Linked DNA regions of Mus musculus: regions 1 and 3 are each linked to region 2. The links are chromatin contacts, called in public Hi-C maps. All regions are on one chromosome and are shown on one strand. Each heading gives the region's core, a stretch centred on a gene start, on an enhancer-like site or on the middle of the called end of the contact. The rest is flanking DNA. Distances are from core to core; before and after follow the strand shown.

Evidence for each region. Hi-C and Micro-C count contacts between places; a contact is called where the count stands out from the background.
Region 1: a contact with region 2 is called in a Hi-C map of the N1E-115 cell line, with 4 times the contacts expected there. The contact joins two enhancer-like sites. A contact is called at or near these places in 2 of 39 promoter capture datasets (hippocampal neurons and stem cell-derived epiblast-like cells) and 2 of 484 Hi-C or Micro-C datasets (the N1E-115 cell line and bone marrow-derived macrophages).
Region 3: a contact with region 2 is called in a Hi-C map of the N1E-115 cell line, with 2.4 times the contacts expected there. The contact joins two enhancer-like sites.

What each region holds. Positions count from the first base shown.
Region 1 is chr1:159,601,615-159,604,314 of GRCm38.p6, forward strand. The region is part of intron 1 of Tnr (tenascin R); the gene reads left to right. Among named protein-coding and RNA genes, the nearest start is that of Tnr, 79 kb to the left of the region's middle. Within about 2 kb of position 1,322, at least 1 of the 459 cell types and tissues checked has an H3K27ac peak or open chromatin away from gene starts, as enhancers often do. A contact at or near this core is called in the N1E-115 cell line, where this site is marked.
Region 2 is chr1:159,907,391-159,910,090 of GRCm38.p6, forward strand. All of the region lies in intron 18 of Tnr (tenascin R), which reads left to right. Among named protein-coding and RNA genes, the nearest start is that of Gm31667, 120 kb to the right of the region's middle. Within about 2 kb of position 1,306, at least 4 of the 459 cell types and tissues checked have an H3K27ac peak or open chromatin away from gene starts, as enhancers often do. A contact at or near this core is called in the N1E-115 cell line, where this site is marked.
Region 3 is chr1:159,481,798-159,484,586 of GRCm38.p6, forward strand. No RefSeq gene overlaps it. Among named protein-coding and RNA genes, the nearest start is that of Tnr, 41 kb to the right of the region's middle. Within about 2 kb of position 1,259, at least 4 of the 459 cell types and tissues checked have an H3K27ac peak or open chromatin away from gene starts, as enhancers often do. A contact at or near this core is called in the N1E-115 cell line, where this site is marked.

The DNA.
Region 1 (2,700 bases), core at 72-2,571, 310 kb before region 2:
AGCACAATAGGTAATATCACTCATACAGATTTCTTTGGTACATGGTATGTAGGATGCACCCAACCCACATCCCTACAGGGGAGTATTCAGAATCTGCTCCTATTAAAGCTGGTTGAAATCCATTGATTATCCCAGAGCTTCTCAGATGGGAAGAAAGGGACTAGATACCACTGGGAGATCCCATTATGCATGCAAATTCAGATCCAATAGGTCTAGAGTTAGGATGAAGAGTCTCCACCTCCTCCTACCCTTCCTTCTCCTGTTTGTCCCATTTCTCTTCCTTCTTTTCTTTTTCTTCCCTTTCTTCCTATTCCTCTTCCTCCTTTCCCATCATCCTTCATTTTCTTCTGTTTCCTTGAGACAGAATCTCATTATATAGCCCTGGGTGGAGCCTGAGTCTCCCTGCTTAGTCTGACCTTGAACACATGATCAGTGCTCTGACCTCAGCCTCTTGAAAGCTTGGCTTACATACAGGAGCCACCATTCACAGCTTGAGCTTCTACATTTCTAACAAAGTCTACCGGTGCCAATGCTGCTAATCCCTTGGCCATACTTTAAAAGTGTGTTTATGAGGAAGTTTCTGGAATATTTTTACACAAAAGGGAAGACCCACCTTGAGTCTAACCATCCTGCTCATTCTGGTCTTGGGCTGAGAACGAAGAAAAAAGCAAATAGAACAACAGCACTTATTTCTGTCTTTGTGACCAGAAACCTCAGATGCCCAATATTGTGCATTTCCTTGCCTGATGGACTGCACCCTCAAACTGAGCCTAATTCAGTGGTTCTCAACCTTTGTAATGCTACAACCCTTTAATATAGTTCCTCCTGTTGTGGTGACCCCCAACCACAAAGTTATTGTCTTTAATATTTCATAACTGTAATTTTGCTACTCTTATGAATCATAATGTAAATAGCTGTGTTTTCTGATGGATGGTCTTACACAATTCTTAGAATAAAGTCATTGGATCGCCAAAGAGGTCATTACCCTCAAGTTGAACTGCTGTTCACTCTTGTGTTTTCATGTTGCTTTTGGCAAATATTTTGTTACTGCTATTGGAAACAAAGCCATCCTTGGGACCTGTGTGCCTAACTCAGGACACATAGACAGACATCTAAGTCATGGGACCTTCAAACCTGGGAAGGCTGGCTGCCAAGAAGAAAAACAAGTCAAAGAAGTTAACTGTTCATCAGATAGCTACTGAAGCTTAGAAGTGACCTCTCAGGCCAGCCAAACTTCTTCCCCAGGGCAGGAGTAGCCATGTCTTTGTCCTCCATCAAAGAAGGTCCAGCCTCTGCTCACAAGACACCCACAAGAACCCACTCTCTTCTCCATACTCAGATGGCAGAGCATCCTGAAGCACAGGTGAAATATATACTTCCTGGGTCCAGAGGACAGGCCAATGATTCCTTGCAACACTACTAAGTTTGACATCATTGTGACAGAAAGAACACACCCACTCCTGCCTTACATACCAGTTTTCATGAGATTCAAATCCATCCATCCATCACACACTGTTAGCCATCTGTCAGATGCTCATACCAAGTCTGACTCTGAACAGGTACAAAAGAAGGACTTAGCCTGTCTGATTCCTTTCTGGAAGATAAGAAGACAAGTCTAGAAGACAGGGCAGTAAATTATCAGGATCTATATCATGGTCTGGAGATACTCAGAGCAATGGGCATCCGCCAGGCTTAATGAAAGAGATGAGTCATTGTAGTGTCTGGGGGTAAGAAGGCTATGTCAAAGCAGGTGGCAATCAAAAGAGATCATCACATCACAGAAAGAAATAAGATACATAGGAAATAAGACACACTCTGACAGAGCTATGTGGTAAGCTATGTGGTACCTATCATGATTTATTGCCTTGGTTAGTCTTGCCCAAACCTGGATATCTGACACTATCCTAAATATTCAAGACCCGAATATGCATCCTCTCCTTGCTCATCTGTGGTTTCTGATTGTAATCTCTATGCTCTAACACTGATTTGTTCCTTAAAACATAGGAACAGGCATATTCCTCTAAACACTCACCTTCGGGTTAAGTGGTATTGGGTCTGGGAATGAAAATTGTAATTTCCCCTTGCAGATTGCGGATAGATTAACTTTGCATGCTCCTAAGTTTATGAACATTGAATTTATCATCCTCTCCTGGCCAGAGAATGGCAATAGAGGACATTGCACCTGCTCTGAGAGGATGCTCAGCTGAGATGCCTAGAACCAGATGGTAGGAAGAGGTACAAAGAAGTGAGAATGGAATCCAAAGTCCGAAAAAATGATTGGAATAAGTCAGGGAGTGAGGAAAATAGGAGAGAGAGGAAGGATAGATACAGTAAATATAGAAGAGAAGAGAAAGATCAAAGTCAGGAGAGAAGGTTCTTGAAGGGAGAGAGACATGTATGCAAGATCATGGATGCAGTCTTAATCTCTTTAAAGTTTCCCTCATTGATTGGGGACTTGTATCCCAATCCTTTGCTAAGGGAAAGCATTTACTTTACTTCCACTGTGCTGTTAAAGGTTATAGGGCTGTCCTTGGGTGGAGTTGGAGGCGCAGTGCAAGACCAGGTGAGGAGGAATTCTAGAAACCTCCCTCAGTAGAGTCGTCCTCGAATGTCCTTGGAATAAAGTGTCACTTGGGTGCCCCACCCCAGCTTTGACTTCCTGTCTCACTATTTATCACACCACTATAAAGCCACTGAAAG
Region 2 (2,700 bases), core at 56-2,555:
TGTCAGTTCCTAAAGTAAGAAAGCTTGCTGATCAGCACTTGTCAAATTCTACTCCGTTCTAGAACCCCACCTCTCAGCCCCTCTTCAGCAGCTCCCATGTTCACTGCCCTTCACACCCACTTTGATGCCCTTCTAACCTCCCATCTTGGTCTCAGAGCTTGAAGTCATATTTGTTTTCCCATAAGACCATGAGCCACTTGTAAGACGTCTTTTCTCCTTCTATGTTTTCCCATCTCTTAGCCTGGCATTTAGAAATCAAGGGACATTTTCCTATATGTCTTTTAAGTGAGTAACAAGACAACAAGCTAGTAAATTTGAAGATTATCTGAGAAAATTGAAGTGATGGATTAAGCTCCTATGGGCTAGGCTCTATCCACAGCCTCTGTCTGCACCCCAAAATCTTATCAGCTACTTTGCAAATACGAGCCATTAATTTTAACATAGTTAAAATTAATTCTGTGGAGAAAAACAATACTTTATTCTGCATTTACTGAGAAAACTGCTGTGGCTGTTCGCTGAGGGGCATGCTGACGTCACAGCTTCAGCCCTGATGCTGAGTCCATCAGAGTGGACAGTGGGCAGAGGCTCTCTAGAGCTATTAAATCTGATCATTTTAAAGGCTGGACCCAAGGACACAAAACAAAAGAGGGCTGGGAATGGACAGAGAAGCGTCTCCCACTCCCCACTGGCACAGAGCCATCTGATTGCCCTGTGTGTCATCATGAAGATAGCCACTCACCACTCAGCAGGCAGCCTTTGATGCCCAATACAAACCAATTTCTGAGCAATTCTTCTGGTGAATGCCCTGGGCCTGTGGATCTCACAGTTACATCTAGAAATACTTAACCATAAGACACTTCACTGTGGCAATCATTTGGCTTTGTTTTCCTTCTAACTTGGTAATAGCCATAGCCCGTGCTTAAAAAAAAAAAAAAAAAAAAAAAAAAAAGGCTACCCTATCCACCCAGGCTCCAGTTACTGCACCAGGAGGAAGGAGAGAGAGCCTTCTAGGTATGTGCTTGGTCTAAAATAATTATTAGAATGATCAGGGTTAAAGGTAGATACCTGATTAGATTAAATGGCATCCAGAGAGCTAAGGATCGGCCCTGGTAGTCTTCTAAAACATATGAATTCCAGATCAATTGGAACATGAATGTGTTTTTATGATTTTTAGCTGAGTCAAAGTCCAATACCACCAAAGCAGTAGGGTGAAATCGCAAAGACTAGAATACAAGGCTTAAGCTCAAGGCCAAATATCCCCTCTTCTTTCCATCCCACCCCAAACAGAAAGATGGGGTGCTCAGGATGTTCTTCTTAGAGACAAAAGATTATGAGAGGGAGAGAGAGAGAGGGAGAGAGAGAGAGAGAGAGAGAGAGAGAGAGAGAGAGAGAGAGAGAGAGAGAGAGAGAACAGGAAAGTGTATGTGTGTGTGTATGTGTGTGTGTTTAAGAAGGAGAGGAGAAAAATTAATTCTGTTATTCGCCCAGTCATGTGGATCTAAGCAGGGAGAGCTGGCCAAGAGGCCTCAGGTCACCATCTCATTTACCATTTCTAACTCTTGGCTTCCGAGAAGAGAAAAATGCAAACTGAAAACAGCTCTATGTGAATGAAGCTCTTTAGTCAGATACTGAGTCCTGAGACTGTCTCCCTGCTCGACTTGGTAGACCTGGGATGGAGCACAGGAATCTGAAGGATAAGGAAATCCGTAACTTGAGAGCCCTCAGCAAGCCTTTGCTTTCTCTCATCACATTAAAGGGACAAGTGTGTTAATGGAGGACTAGTGACTCTGAGACAAACTTGGGATGCTTTCGAGGCTGGCGCAAGATGGCAAGAAGCTTCATGTGGAATCTTCTCCAAGTTCCCAGGGAATGAAAAATCCCAGGTTGCTGCTTCTGATAGTCTGCAGAAGCAAAGTGCTTCGTGATTGCCTTTCCACTAATGCCATAGACTAAATTACAGTAAATTGAATCTATTAACAACCAGATGGCCTTGTAATTTGTCAAGGGTAAGGCAAGTGCGCCCAGCAACCATGCATCAACCTCCCACACACTTGGATAGTGCTTCCACCTTCCAGCTAACTATAGGAGCCCAGAAAGCAGGGCATATGGTCCTCCCTCTCCCAACCTTCATCTGAGACCTTTATCCCATCCATCTTTGACACTCCTTAGACACTTATCTCTTCAGTTGATCTTATTCTTATCTCCCAGCTTTAAAGATGAGTGAATGCCTCTTTTATGACAGCATCTTAGATACTTAAAATTCCTCTTCCTCAGAACAAGTCATCTCAATATATTATATGTGCTTACATTATGTCTAACTTTAGAAAAACTAAGAGTGGATCTGAACCCCCTTCAAGTATCTATAACATACATTCTAGTAGTTATCAACGAAGAAGGGGTTTATATAAAATTGTTTACTTCTCTATTCTCAAAATGGATTTGGTTTTATATACGTATTTGAGTGATGTTACTGTGGTGAGTTTTGAGAAAAGTTTTTTTGTGGGGGAATCCATGGACAACTGAGACATGCAGATTTCTGTCTCCCCAAGAAAATGGGCTGGTTTAATGATGATCTCTTCCTTTGGGAGAAACAGTGAACAAGGAAGCAATAGGCTGGATGCCAAGCACATTATATGCTGATCTAAAAGGAAGACCACAGACAGTGAGAGAGGGAAAGGCAAGTAGGCACATTGGTTGCTC
Region 3 (2,789 bases), core at 9-2,508, 430 kb before region 2:
TCACTCTAGAACAAGAAGCAGCAGACAGTGCCTGCTCATGTTGAAGCTTACAGAGCATGTAGCTATAAGCTTTTGGCTACCCTAATAGTCTCCAGGCTCTGGCACTCAAGGACCAGGACTAACTCTCCTACTGGTGTAGACGAGATGCTTCTCATTTGCTCTTTAAATCCATCCAGGTAGAGTCAAAAGTCAGCTAATGATAAGAGAATCCCCTTGGTCATGACAAGCACAGGCTAGCTTGCTGGAAGATGGTAGCCAACATAGAGGGGGGCTGAGGTGTAGTAGCAGAGACCAGTAGAGGCCACCCCAAGGTCCCAATTCAGTAACTGGCCACAGATGCATAAACAAATCTACATGACCTCAGTCAAGCCTGGTCTAGAAAGAACTGCCCAATCTGCATAGAAACTCAGAATCGAAATGAAAGGTAGTTTTCATGGCTTATTTCATTTATTAATTGACTAGGTCATACAACACCTAGGTGTTTGCTATACATATATGAATGCCTCTGTGAAGGTATTTTTCAGATATAATTAACTTTTAAAGTGGTAGACTAAAGCAACTTGCCCCTTGTAATGTGGGTAAGCCTCATTCAGTCAGATGAATACTTTAAGGAAAAAGATCCCCTCACCATTTCCAGGAGTTCTAGCTATGAGTCTCTGATAATTTTGGAGCCTCTTTTTGTACAATTTCATGAACAAATTCCTGACAACACCCCTCCTCTCCCTTACTCCTTTCTACCCCTTTTATTGGTTTTACTTCTCCAGAGAACTTGATTAACACAGTAGTGCCTTAATCTAATGAACTGTGGGTGATTTGTCATGCAGCAGTAGTTACCTGATAGACATTTTCCTTTCCTGGGGCTACTCTGTGCCCAGCTATGTCCCTTCCCATCTCTGCAGGGACCTGGACCCCTCACTTCTTGATTTGCCGAAAGCCTTACCCCTCCCCCCAGCTGCCTCTTTGGCTCATGCCTTTAGGGGAGAGACTCTCACCCTATCACAACTTCTATAGTCCTGCATTTTTTATCTTTATTGTTGATTTCGATGAGGTGATGGGGGATGCTCCCTTCGGGTTTTTAACCCTGACTTCTAACAGTTTGAGTGCTTTTCTGCAGACATCTTCAAAGAGGTTTTCGGGGACCATGGACCAGTCTGCTCTCTCAGAGGATCCACAAGGTCTCTTGAGTGAGGCTTAACAGACAGCCTATGACCTCTGCTCTCTGCCCTGTTCTCTAGCCACACCTTATTCTCTGACTACGTGGGTCCTCTCATTTGTGTAAATACAGGCTTCTTCAATTTCCTATCACATGCTTGAATTTACTTTAGGTGCATGACTCATAAACTCAATCTAAAATCCTGGCTGCAAATCCCATCCCATAATTTTAATGGTCTAATTAGACACTTCATTTGGCTGTTACCTCAGACCCAGCACTCAGCAGACCAGCCTATCTCCTTAAAACTGTATTTACCTTCATTATTTCTATCTCTGATGTTTCCTCCATTAGCCCAGCCTTTATTCTTTGGTTTCTTTTCTGGGCTTTATAAATGCCTTTTATGAAATCTCACTGGATTTATCTCTTCCACCATCAGTACAGTCATCTTGGTCATTTGGGGATTTATGATTCTTGCCAAAGGACCACAGAAGCCAGTCAGCACCTCCCTCTGCTCCAAATTCATTCATTGCTTACTCCTTCTGACTCCTGGCTAGGGTCTCTTTTTTTTTTTCCCAACCAGTACCCTATACTTTCCATAACTACTCCTTTTTCTATCTCATTGTCCAGGTCCCCATTTTGGAGAGCTAATGGGAAACCCTCCACTAGAGATGCCCAGGAAGATGTAATCTGGTTCACCTCCCCCTTTATGAGTCAAGTTCATTAGGTAAGCTCTGGAAGCTGGACCCCACTGTGCAGCCTCGGTTGTGAGTCTCTGATCTTAGAGACTCCTTAGAGACCTCTTCCTGATCTTTCTGTCTTAAGGAGTCTCCTCCCATCCCTTCCTCCATTCTCCCCTTACATGGGTCCCCCTTTATCTAGGATCTTGTCTAACTTCTGATTTTCCATCCTGATGTTTGAATAACACCCCAGCGTATAACATTTGGATTAGATTTCATCCAGCCGCCAGTGAGCACCCCATGGAATTGCAATGCTTACATCAAGATCCTCCTCAGATCCGGGGATGCACAGGTTCTCATCATTGCCTAGCCTCTGAAACCCTACTTCTACAGAATGAGCACATTTTATGGATTGTCACACAGTCCCTTGGCATCAGATGTTTCTCTTCCGCCCTATATTGACCCTGAAGGAAACTTGTCTATTTTTGTTGATTTATGGTCATGGAGTATATATATTTGTATCAGTGTGGGACAGGGATGGAAGTGAAGATGGTTATTTACGTTGCAACAATCTTGCCACTTTAAAATCAACAGCTAATATTTCTGTTCTGCAATGCCCTTGGCTGTTGCCTTGAGACTTTTTATTTTTGTGAGCTTCTTTGATTGTGTGGCAGCCATCCTCACCCCTCACTCTGGACTAGTACCCAGGCTCTGACTTCTTCTTTCTCTGTTTATACAGAGCCAGGCAGAGAGTGGTAGAGAAGGATGCCCAGGGCACCCATGGTTTATCCACCTCCACCAGAAACTCAGCAGGCCTGCTTCTGCTTAGTGAACACTCTTTTCAGAAAATTGCAGGGCAAATCCCTTCCATGCTCCCCTTGGTTAACCATTCTTTCCTACGTCTGGGGTAAATGCCTCTTCTTCTAGTCTCTTTCTTTCTGTTTTCCTTTCTGATCATT